2 separate regions of the Mus musculus genome follow, and region 1 is linked to region 2. A link is a contact called in public Hi-C data. All regions are on one chromosome and are shown on one strand. Each heading gives the region's core, a stretch centred on a gene start, on an enhancer-like site or on the middle of the called end of the contact. The rest is flanking DNA. Distances are from core to core; before and after follow the strand shown. Region 1 has its middle 31 kb from the start of Nos1. Region 2 overlaps Ksr2 (kinase suppressor of ras 2).

The links. A called contact is a pair of places that touch in the nucleus more often than the background predicts.
Region 1: a contact with region 2 is called in a Hi-C map of the N1E-115 cell line, with 6 times the contacts expected there. The contact joins two enhancer-like sites. A contact is called at or near these places in 8 of 484 Hi-C or Micro-C datasets (8-cell embryo, the N1E-115 cell line, embryonic stem cells and 4 more), 2 of 115 datasets of contacts at active chromatin or transcription factors (SST interneurons and forebrain) and 2 of 9 other capture datasets (embryonic stem cells and pancreatic islet).

Annotation. Positions count from the first base shown.
Region 1 is chr5:117,833,819-117,838,499 of GRCm38.p6, forward strand. No RefSeq gene overlaps it. Among named protein-coding and RNA genes, the nearest start is that of Nos1, 31 kb to the right of the region's middle. Within about 2 kb of position 2,808, at least 3 of the 459 cell types and tissues checked have an H3K27ac peak or open chromatin away from gene starts, as enhancers often do. A contact at or near this core is called in the N1E-115 cell line, where this site is marked.
Region 2 is chr5:117,706,938-117,711,449 of GRCm38.p6, forward strand. Ksr2 (kinase suppressor of ras 2) reads left to right here. Exons shown (of 20, transcript NM_001312914.1): 14 at 987-1,354. Among named protein-coding and RNA genes, the nearest start is that of Nos1, 160 kb to the right of the region's middle. Within about 2 kb of position 2,649, at least 6 of the 459 cell types and tissues checked have an H3K27ac peak or open chromatin away from gene starts, as enhancers often do. A contact at or near this core is called in the N1E-115 cell line, where this site is marked.

The DNA.
Region 1 (4,681 bases), core at 1,558-4,057, 130 kb after region 2:
AGAAGCCCCAACCCACTGTGGGTGGTGTCACTCCCAGACAGATGGTCCTGGAGTGTGTAAGAAAGCAGGCTGAGCAAGCCATGGAGAGCAAGCCAGTAAGCAGCACCCCTGCATGGTCTCTGCATCGATTCCTGCCCTGTTTGAGTTCCTGTCCTGACTTCCTTCCGTGCTGAACAGTGCTGTAGAAGTATAAGCTGAAGTAAACCCTCTCCTCCCAAGTTGCTTTTGGTTATGGTATTTATCACAGCAACAGGAAAGCAAACTAAGATAATTTTTAGTTCATTTGCCCACTAATGATCTGATGGGTTTTTGTTGTTGTTGTTGCTTACTTGTTAGAACTCTTTATATATTCTGGATACTATCCCCTTTTCAGACCAAGAGCTGACAAAGGCTTTCTCCCTTTCTGCATTCACTTCATTGCTCTCTTTGCTAATCCATCAGCTTCTACTTTTGTGACTCCCATTTGACATTTCCTGCTATTATTTCCAGATCTGCTGGGGTCCTCTCCAGAAAGTCATTGTCTGTGTCTGTATCTTTTATTTGTTTGTTTGTTTTGTTTTGTTTTTTGAGAGGTTTCTCTGTATAGCCCTGGCTGTCCTGGAGCTCACTTTGTAGACCAGGCTGGCCTCGAACTCAGAAATCCGCCTGCCTCTGCTTCCTGAGTGCTGGGATTAAAGGCATGAGCCACCATGCCTGGCTGTGTCTGTATCTTAAAATATGGCAGCCTACATTAAGGTATTAGACCTATTGCAAGCTCAGTTTTTCAGAGAGAGGTGGAAACCCTGGTATGAGTCCTCCTGTGGATATCTAGTTCCTCCAGAACCATTTGTTGAAGCATCTGTCTTTTTCTCAAGTGCTTTAAGAGTTTTGGTAAGAATGTTTTATCTCAGGTCCCTCTGTCCTGTTCAACTGGCCATATTTGGTTTGGTGCCAGCAGCATGCTGGGACTGTCACTATGGCTCTGTGGTGCAATTTGAAGCTAAATATTGCACAATCCCTCTGGGAGGGGGTGTTCTTTCTGCAAAGAACTTTAACCATCCAGTCTTTTGTATGCTTCCAAATTCTATAAATCCTCTTTCCTACTTTAACTGTTGGCTTCTGTGAGATCCTGTCTCAGAGAGAGGGAGAGGGAGAGGAGAGGGAGAGGAGAGGGAGAGGAGAAGGGGCAGAGGAGGAGGAGGAAAAGGAGGAGGAGGGGAAGAAGAGAAGGAGGAAGAGGAAGAAGAAGAAGAAGAAGAAGAAGAAGAAGAAGAAGAAGAAGAAGAAGAAGAACAACAACAACAACAACAACAACAACAACAACAACAACAACAAGCTAATTCATGTTCAGCCATTCAACCTCTCCTGTAGTGTCACTGACTGGGACAAGGACAGGAAATGTTCAAGTGCCACACAGCCCAGATACTGGTGCTGCTGGTGGCCCAAGGGCTCAGCTTCTAAAATCGGTAGTGTGGAGGAACTGCCGCATCTGCCCAAGCATCTGGGCTAAGTTACTGAATGCCTGGGACATGTTATCCAACTGCTAGACACTGAAAAACACCAAAATAGAGTCCAGCAAGGCTGCTACCTTCAAAAGAGGCCGATAACCAGCCTAAGAGCACACAGCTAGGAGCCAACAGAGCCCAGAACTGATCCTGAGCTTCTAAATAGCACATTCCCTGCACGCGCGCGCACACACACCCTGCTCATCCACACCATTAGAGACTAAGTGCCTGTCCACACAATTAGAGAATGTCTGCTTGAATCAATTGGATGTCAGAGATCAGGGCAATCTGACTGGGAAGAACAGAGTGGCTTCTCTCATTAAAGCTTTGAAAGTGTGGGTAAGGCTGACCAGGTCCCGTTGTGGGGGTGCAGACATCAGAGACTGCAGAGAGTCAGCACTCTGATGACTGCTGTGGACAGAATCCTGCCTCGGGGACTAACCACCCCACCTCCTGGCAAAGGCCTACACACACACACACACACACACACACACACACACACACACACACACAACAGAAAGAGGGAGGCACAGGTACCTGAATGAATGACACAGCTTCCTGGCACTGCGTGGAACAGCACACCCCTGATGTACAAGCAAGAAAGCCAAACACAAAAGCCAGAGCCTCTGAACTGAGGGGGCACCTGAAGACTATGACAGCCTCACCCAGCCTTTGCTCTCCGCACTGCCAAGGGGGCTGCAGAGCCCAGAGCAAACCTAGAGTGCAGACAGAATCTACGTTCTAGTCCAACCTCCTTCATTTCCTAGCAGCCCAGAGAGGGGAGCACTCTTGCCCAGGGTCACACAGCAGGTGAAAGGAGAGTTAAAGGATCCCAGCCCTCAACCCTGGCTTTCTGGGCTAGATTCTAGAACAAGATGCTGAAAATTCTACCTGCTCCTATGTCCTCCATTTCTCCAGTGACACCCCCCCCCCCCCAGGGACTGCTCAGTAGTAGCCAACAGTATGATCTTCTCTGTGAATATCTGTGGTGTGGCAAGAGGGGTGTGGCCATGGGAAATCTCTGCTCGGATAAGGGAGGGGTGTCATGGTTCCCGAGAAGCTGTGTCATTGGAATCCAGATGTCTGCAGGCCGAGGCGAGGGACCAGAGTAAGGCTCTGCGGTTTCTGAGGTCCTCACTCCCACAACGGGACCTGGTCAGCCTTACCCTCACTTTCAAAGCTTTCCTGAGAGAAGCCACCTTATTCTCTCCTGGTCAGAAAGCCCTGAGCTCTGACATCCAATTGATTCAAGTTACTGGGGTGACCTCACAGTCATGAGACAGCCAACTTGGAAACAGGAGATAGTCTGCCTTAGTCTCCTCAACAGCTTGCTGAAGACACAGCCACTCCAGATATCCATTTTGGGGAGGGGGCTCATTCCTGAACTTTGGGGAATCCTTAGGCACCTGCTGGTTTGTGACACTGATAGAGACTTCCCACGACAGTATACAGCAGCACCTACAGGAATTAAAACCCACATCTGTGGTCAGAGCTCTCTAATAGGTGTGACCCCGATGCTTTAATTTAGTGGAAATATTAAAATGTTACCTGCAGACCCCACTATTCCCTAGTGCGTTCTCTAGAAGACTTTTAATCCCTGGCTGCACCCTTCAAATTATAAACTCCCAACTCCACACTAAAGGGGGTCTGAAAAAGCACAGGCTTGGACTATAAGATTTTAACAGGCCCAACAGTTGAATGTCACCCAAATCAGCCCAGCTTGGCCAGGACCCAGGCCAGAGGCCCCCCAAAATTGACTCCAAGAAGCCTAAGTGCCTTCCTGATGGGTCAAGTTGGCTACCGTGAAGGCTTAGCGCCATCTCTCGGTCACTCCTGGAACTACATCTGCTGAGCTAGCTTGGGAAAGCCAAAAACCGTCAGAGTCCCTGGAGACAAACTACCAGTGCTGAAAGGTCCTGTAAAGAGGCTCTGGGCAGTTTGGAACCTTTTTGTGCTAGATTTTACATATAACTCATGTCAAAGATCCATCTTCACATTAATTTATCTTTTGCGGCCCAGAGACTCCAGGCTGCTTGCCCAGGCTCGCAGAGCCCATGACAGATCATGTTACTTCTTATGGCCAGATTGCTCCGATAAACTTTAAACGGTTCCTCCCTCAGCTCTGCCAGACTCTCACAAATTGTTTCTGGTGTCTAGGCTAACATCTTCAGGAACTGTGGCACCCCCTGCTTCCCTTAGGGATACTAGCCTCTCAGATACCCGTGTTCCCAATACTAGGTCATATCTGGCCTGCCAGCCTTTTGGCCCCAAGGCTGCTCAGATGAAATGCTTTCCCTCTTATGATCCCTGAGCTGGAGGGAAAGAACTAAGCAGCCACCCACAGGCTGCTGCCCCTAGATGGCTCTGGAACTTTCTGGTCTTAGCCTCCCTGTGTCTGATGCCAGACAGCAAAGCCTCTCATTTGCAAAGCCTCTCATTTCTCTAACTGCAAAGGAGACTGACGGGCATTGGGTCTCATAACAAACACATTGCAATGATGACTCCCGAGCAAACACCCCAGGGCTGAGTTCACCCAGGGCTAAGCTAACTTCATTCTGAAACCACTAGTTCTCACCCGGGGAGAGACAGGTGGAGCTGCTTCGGGGACAGAGGGGATCTGGTTGCCATGGCAACAGAGGGACAGACCTGAGTCCTGCAACTCCGGGGGCATTCCTCAGAACGGAGGTCCGAGAGAATGGGAGCGTAGCTATAAAAGAGGCTTAAAGGCTCATTGCACGGAGCTGTGTATACAGTTGGTGCCTAATAAGGGGTTGCTGTTGAGTAAATGAACTCCAACTTCTTGGCTCTTCATTCACTTATTCACACAAGTGTTTGGTTTTCGGTTGGCACTGAGATTCTCACAAACTCCACAAAGTACGTGTCTCAAACACAGCCCTGAACATTTGCTCCAGTGGGTCTGGAGCGAGAATCACCAGGAGGTTCTCAGGGGACAGTGATCTACTTGTCCAGGGACAATCTTTGAAAACAGTGGCTTGGAGTGGTGACAGTGACCGTCCACCCTCGTCGTCGCTTTCTTCCCAGGCTAACTCTGAATCTGTAAATGCTCTCAGATGTACTGTGGGTTCAAACCATGATGGGAACCCTGAGTGGGGGCTTCTCCAGGAAGGGAGTGTTTATGCAGAGACCCGACATCTCGGTCCAGCCTGCCCAATCAGGTGAAGTTATTAGTGGACACA
Region 2 (4,512 bases), core at 1,399-3,898:
GAGGGAAATTGGCCTGGGATTTGCATTTTTTAGGTAAAAAAAAAAAATTAGCTCCGGGTTGGGGAGCCATAAGAGGGATGTGCCCCAGTGCCTTCGAAATAACGTACAGGAGCAGGTGGGAGCCTTAAGCATATCGCCTTGGCAGTGCGGTGGGGGAAGTTCTGGGTTTCCATCCATCTGTGGAGACTGTTGAGGGAGTAAAGATATGTCCTGGGGACTGGCCATCGGGGCTGTCATCTTGGTCCTACTGTGTGCCAACAGGGCTAGAAGCAGGACTCTGGGGGAAAGTCCCAAATCCCATTCCTAGATAGTCATGGTCCCTTAGAACTGATCGATTCTGGGAGCTAGAGTGTCCTGGCTTGATTCTGATGTCTGCTCTGGTGTCTCCCAGCCACTTGGTCTTAAAAGAGCCACAGAGCTTGGAACTGTGACCTCCGCCAATCTTTGAATCAATTCCAAAATCTGCCCCCCTCCGCCCCCACCCATCCCCACCCCTTGGAAAGCTGACAGACAGAGCCCAGGTTGGTGGTTGTCCATTGTCCCGTGTCCCATGAAGAGACCATCATTGGGGTGGATTCACAGAGGTAGAATAAAGAGGGCATTGCATTGCAGCGATCCAGAAACCTGGATCTGAATTCTCTGTCCCTCTGCTTGGCTGTGATCCAGAGTGAGAACCTCCTAGCGCAGCCAACAGCCCAGTTTGCCCAGGATTGACAGGTGTCACTTTCAGTGTGAAAACTACGAAGTCTAGCCAAACCAGAGTGGTTGGAGCCCTTAGCTTTTCTCCTCTCTTAGCACAAGACAGTGGGACCACTTGCTGTTCCTTTAAGACCTTCACTGTGGTTTGATTCTAATCCAAAGACACCTGGGGAATCTACCGTGTCTGTGTATGGCAATATATCCTGATCTCTACAGCCGAAACAGATCCCTGGGGAGGGTGGAGCTGGGGTGGCCATGATTCTGAGCCTTCACCCTTCTGGCCGTAGAACGAAGAGAGCCACAATGAAGCAGAGGAGTCCGAGGACGAGTTTGAAGAGATGAACCTATCCCTCCTCTCAGCCCGGAGCTTCCCACGCAAAGCCAGCCAGACCAGCATCTTCCTTCAGGAGTGGGACATCCCGTTTGAACAGCTAGAGATTGGCGAGCTCATCGGGAAGGGTCGCTTCGGGCAGGTTTACCACGGACGCTGGCACGGCGAGGTGGCCATCCGGTTGATTGACATAGAGAGGGACAATGAGGACCAGCTTAAGGCCTTCAAGCGGGAAGTGATGGCCTACAGGCAGACGAGGCACGAGAACGTGGTGCTCTTCATGGGAGCCTGCATGAGCCCACCCCACTTGGCCATCATCACCAGGTCAGTCCCTCGGGCTCCGATGGGAACATCTAAGGGCTTTGTGCATGTTAATAGTGTCTTCGGGTCCTCCATCCACGGTTTTCTCACAATCCTTTAGGTCCCCAGAAAATGCCTTTAGGGTTTTAGGGATGGCTGGGAAGAGTACTGCATTGGGAGCCAGAAAAGCCAGGCATGATTGATACTTGTGTCTCATTAGGTAAAATGAGTGAATTGCTTTAGACATAGATCAGCCTGTTTGTGTAGCACTCCCAGTGCTATGTGTGAATTGGCCTCACAGGCCACACAGGTTCGGTCTCAGCCAGTTAGTTCTGCTATTGTCGGTAGGTGGGGGCGGGGGGCACGGGGAAAGCAGCCATAAATGATATATGATATATATGACCATATGGTCATATGATATATGTGATATATTGCGTGACAGTGTTGCAATAAAACTTTATTTACACACCCAAGTAGTGGGCCAGCTCTGCCCCACAGTTTGATCTGAGATGCTGGTGACTGTGATCGTGGCTCTTGATGGTTTACAGAGTGTTTGTGGAGCTATTGCCACCACTGTTCTGAGTATCCTGCATTAGTGGGCTGCAGGGGTTTGGGGATGGGGTGGGGGAGGGTAGTTAACAGAGATTGACTTTTAAAAAAATGGCAGATGACTATCTGATGTAAAACGTTGTCCTTCATTCACATGTGAACTCCTATAGATGACATATGAACACCCATCTGCTGGTGGGTACTGTCAGCCGGGGTGACTCAGTTATGCTGCACACAGTCTCCAGCTCAGTCACGCCCGTGGTGGCCTCTGGTGCCCAAGCTCAGCCAGGGGTCAAAGGTTAAATGCATAGGTACTTTCCATGCACCCTCTGGTCAGGCTCTGGCTGACATCCGTTGGCCAGAGCATCTCCTGTGGCCAGCTGGATTCAAGTGATGGAGGAAGTTGCTCTCTGAATGGCAGACTCTGTAGGGGGAGGACCATAGATAGTCATTTTTACATCCCTCTTCATGGAAAGCCCACCCCCCCCATTCCATACTCTGCACTTCCCTCTCATCAGGAAGCAACTTCTCCTCTCCCAGAAGTGAGGAGCCCCTCACTTGCAGTATACAAGTCCGGTGACCCATGAATCTCAGCGACCCATCCCTCCCCTCCCTCTTTCCAAACTGAGGCTCATTGCACATTTGTTCAGACCCCGCTAGCAGCCTTCGAAAATGAGTGGCCCATTATGAAAATGTATTGCTCACCCTTCAAGCCCAGCTGCACTGCAGCCTTCTGTTCTGTGACAGAACTCTGAGCGCCCCTCCCCACGTGCCATAACAACCTACAGATCTCACAAAGCACCCAGCCACCACCACCACAATAATAATGATGATGGTGATGGTGATGATAATAATAACATCCCTGGCAGCTTTGGGACATCTAATTGGTCTCTGAAGTATTTGGTATTTTGTGTGAGGATGCCAGATGAAACCTGAAAAAGACGTGTTCATTCCAAGGTTGTTGCGGTATTACAGATTTATCATGGGAAAGCTCGGTGAGTGCCCCATTTAGCTCCGTCTACTTGTTAGTCCTTAAGAGTATCCATCTGAACTTCTGCTTGCGGCCAGATAGCTGAGTAATTTGATTAATCATCTGCATTCACACGATTGACTGTTAGGGGATCGGTTGTTGGAGGATAGCCAACTGACTAGAACAATTCTGGGACCTTGGTTTTTATTTTTACAGGGAGTATAAGACCAGATAATTATCTGGCATATTCTAGAGAAATCGACAATGGTGTGTTCTAGCTAACTACTTAGTAATTATCATCAGAGCTAACACGTATTTCTGAGCTTGGGTCTCCTTGTAAAAGCCATATGCTTGGCTCTCAGGAAATGAACAATAACTAGTTAGTTATTCGGTCACTATAGCTTGCAGACAATTCAAATCTGGATGGCTAAATTATTTTACGATTGGGTCATTATGGAATTACTGCGAAAGAGCCAGCAGCCTGCACAGTTGCTCGTGTTGAAAACTTCAAGCGGCATTGAAAGGCCAATAGTGAAGGATTTGATTGACAGTAGCCTCCATCCTTCAGCCCAGCTGTGGGGTTTCCTGAGCCTCAGTTTCTACATCTGTGGGATGAGTGGGCTGAAGCAGGTGTGTGTCCCAACTCTGACAAAACGCTTTGGATCTCTGGGAATGAGCTGTCCGCGACACTGCTGGGAACAGCTTGGAGCAGCAGCAGCTTTCTGAGAGTACTCTGTCTGGACCTCATCTATCCACTGAGGGAGCAAGGCCTCTCAGATGTAGATTCCTGGAGGCTGCTGTGTTCAGTTCCTATCAAGTTACCCTAACTCTGTGGCATCAGGCAGCACACCCTGGGTCTCTTACAGTTATGAAGGGCCTTGAGACTCACTAGACTGATGTAAAAGTGTGGTCGGAAATGAGGTGTGGTAGGGTAGAGGTGTGGTCTGAGGTGAAGGTGTGGTCTAGGATGAAGGCGTGGTCTGAGGTGGAGGTGTGGTCTGTAAGAGGGGACACAGCTTACTGCCTTTTCCACCATGACTTCTGGCTTCTTCTTCCATTTCAAGGCCAGTAGCCTTGTTTCTATGGTTATATCAACTGCTTTGGTCAGACCATCTTTGGCTTCCCATGTGATGGGACAGTTCTGTTTAGGGCCCACCCAGATCATCTGGAACCATCTGTAAGTTGCCCCATTGACATCCAAGGTGGTGATTAGTCAGCATCTCCAGGAACTAGGGCCTAGATCACTCTGGGGGTCGTTCTTACAAAAAGTAGCATTGAGCTTAGATTGACTGAAGAGAAGGCGGTCATCAGAAAGACAGAGGGGGCGTCCAGCAGGTGGAAAGGCCCTGATGCTGGAAGACCAGTGGGGAGCAATGGAGGAGGGAGAAGGGACTAGGAAAAGGGACACAAGGTGCTGGGTCACTGCAGAGCCACAAAGGTTCTGCACAGGAGTGTGGAGTTGAGCAACCATAGTATGGCTTTACAGTGGCTGCGTTTGCTGTTCTGGGATTTCCTACAGACCAGGCCAGTGGCTCTTCTTGCCCTCAGCTGGTTGATTCAGTGTGTTCAAATCCCTGTTGCAGAGCAGTGGTGGTCAGAGAGGAGCGGCTAGGGTACCATCTTGGATGAACTTGATATTTTTCTGCCTATGTGGGCGCCCAGG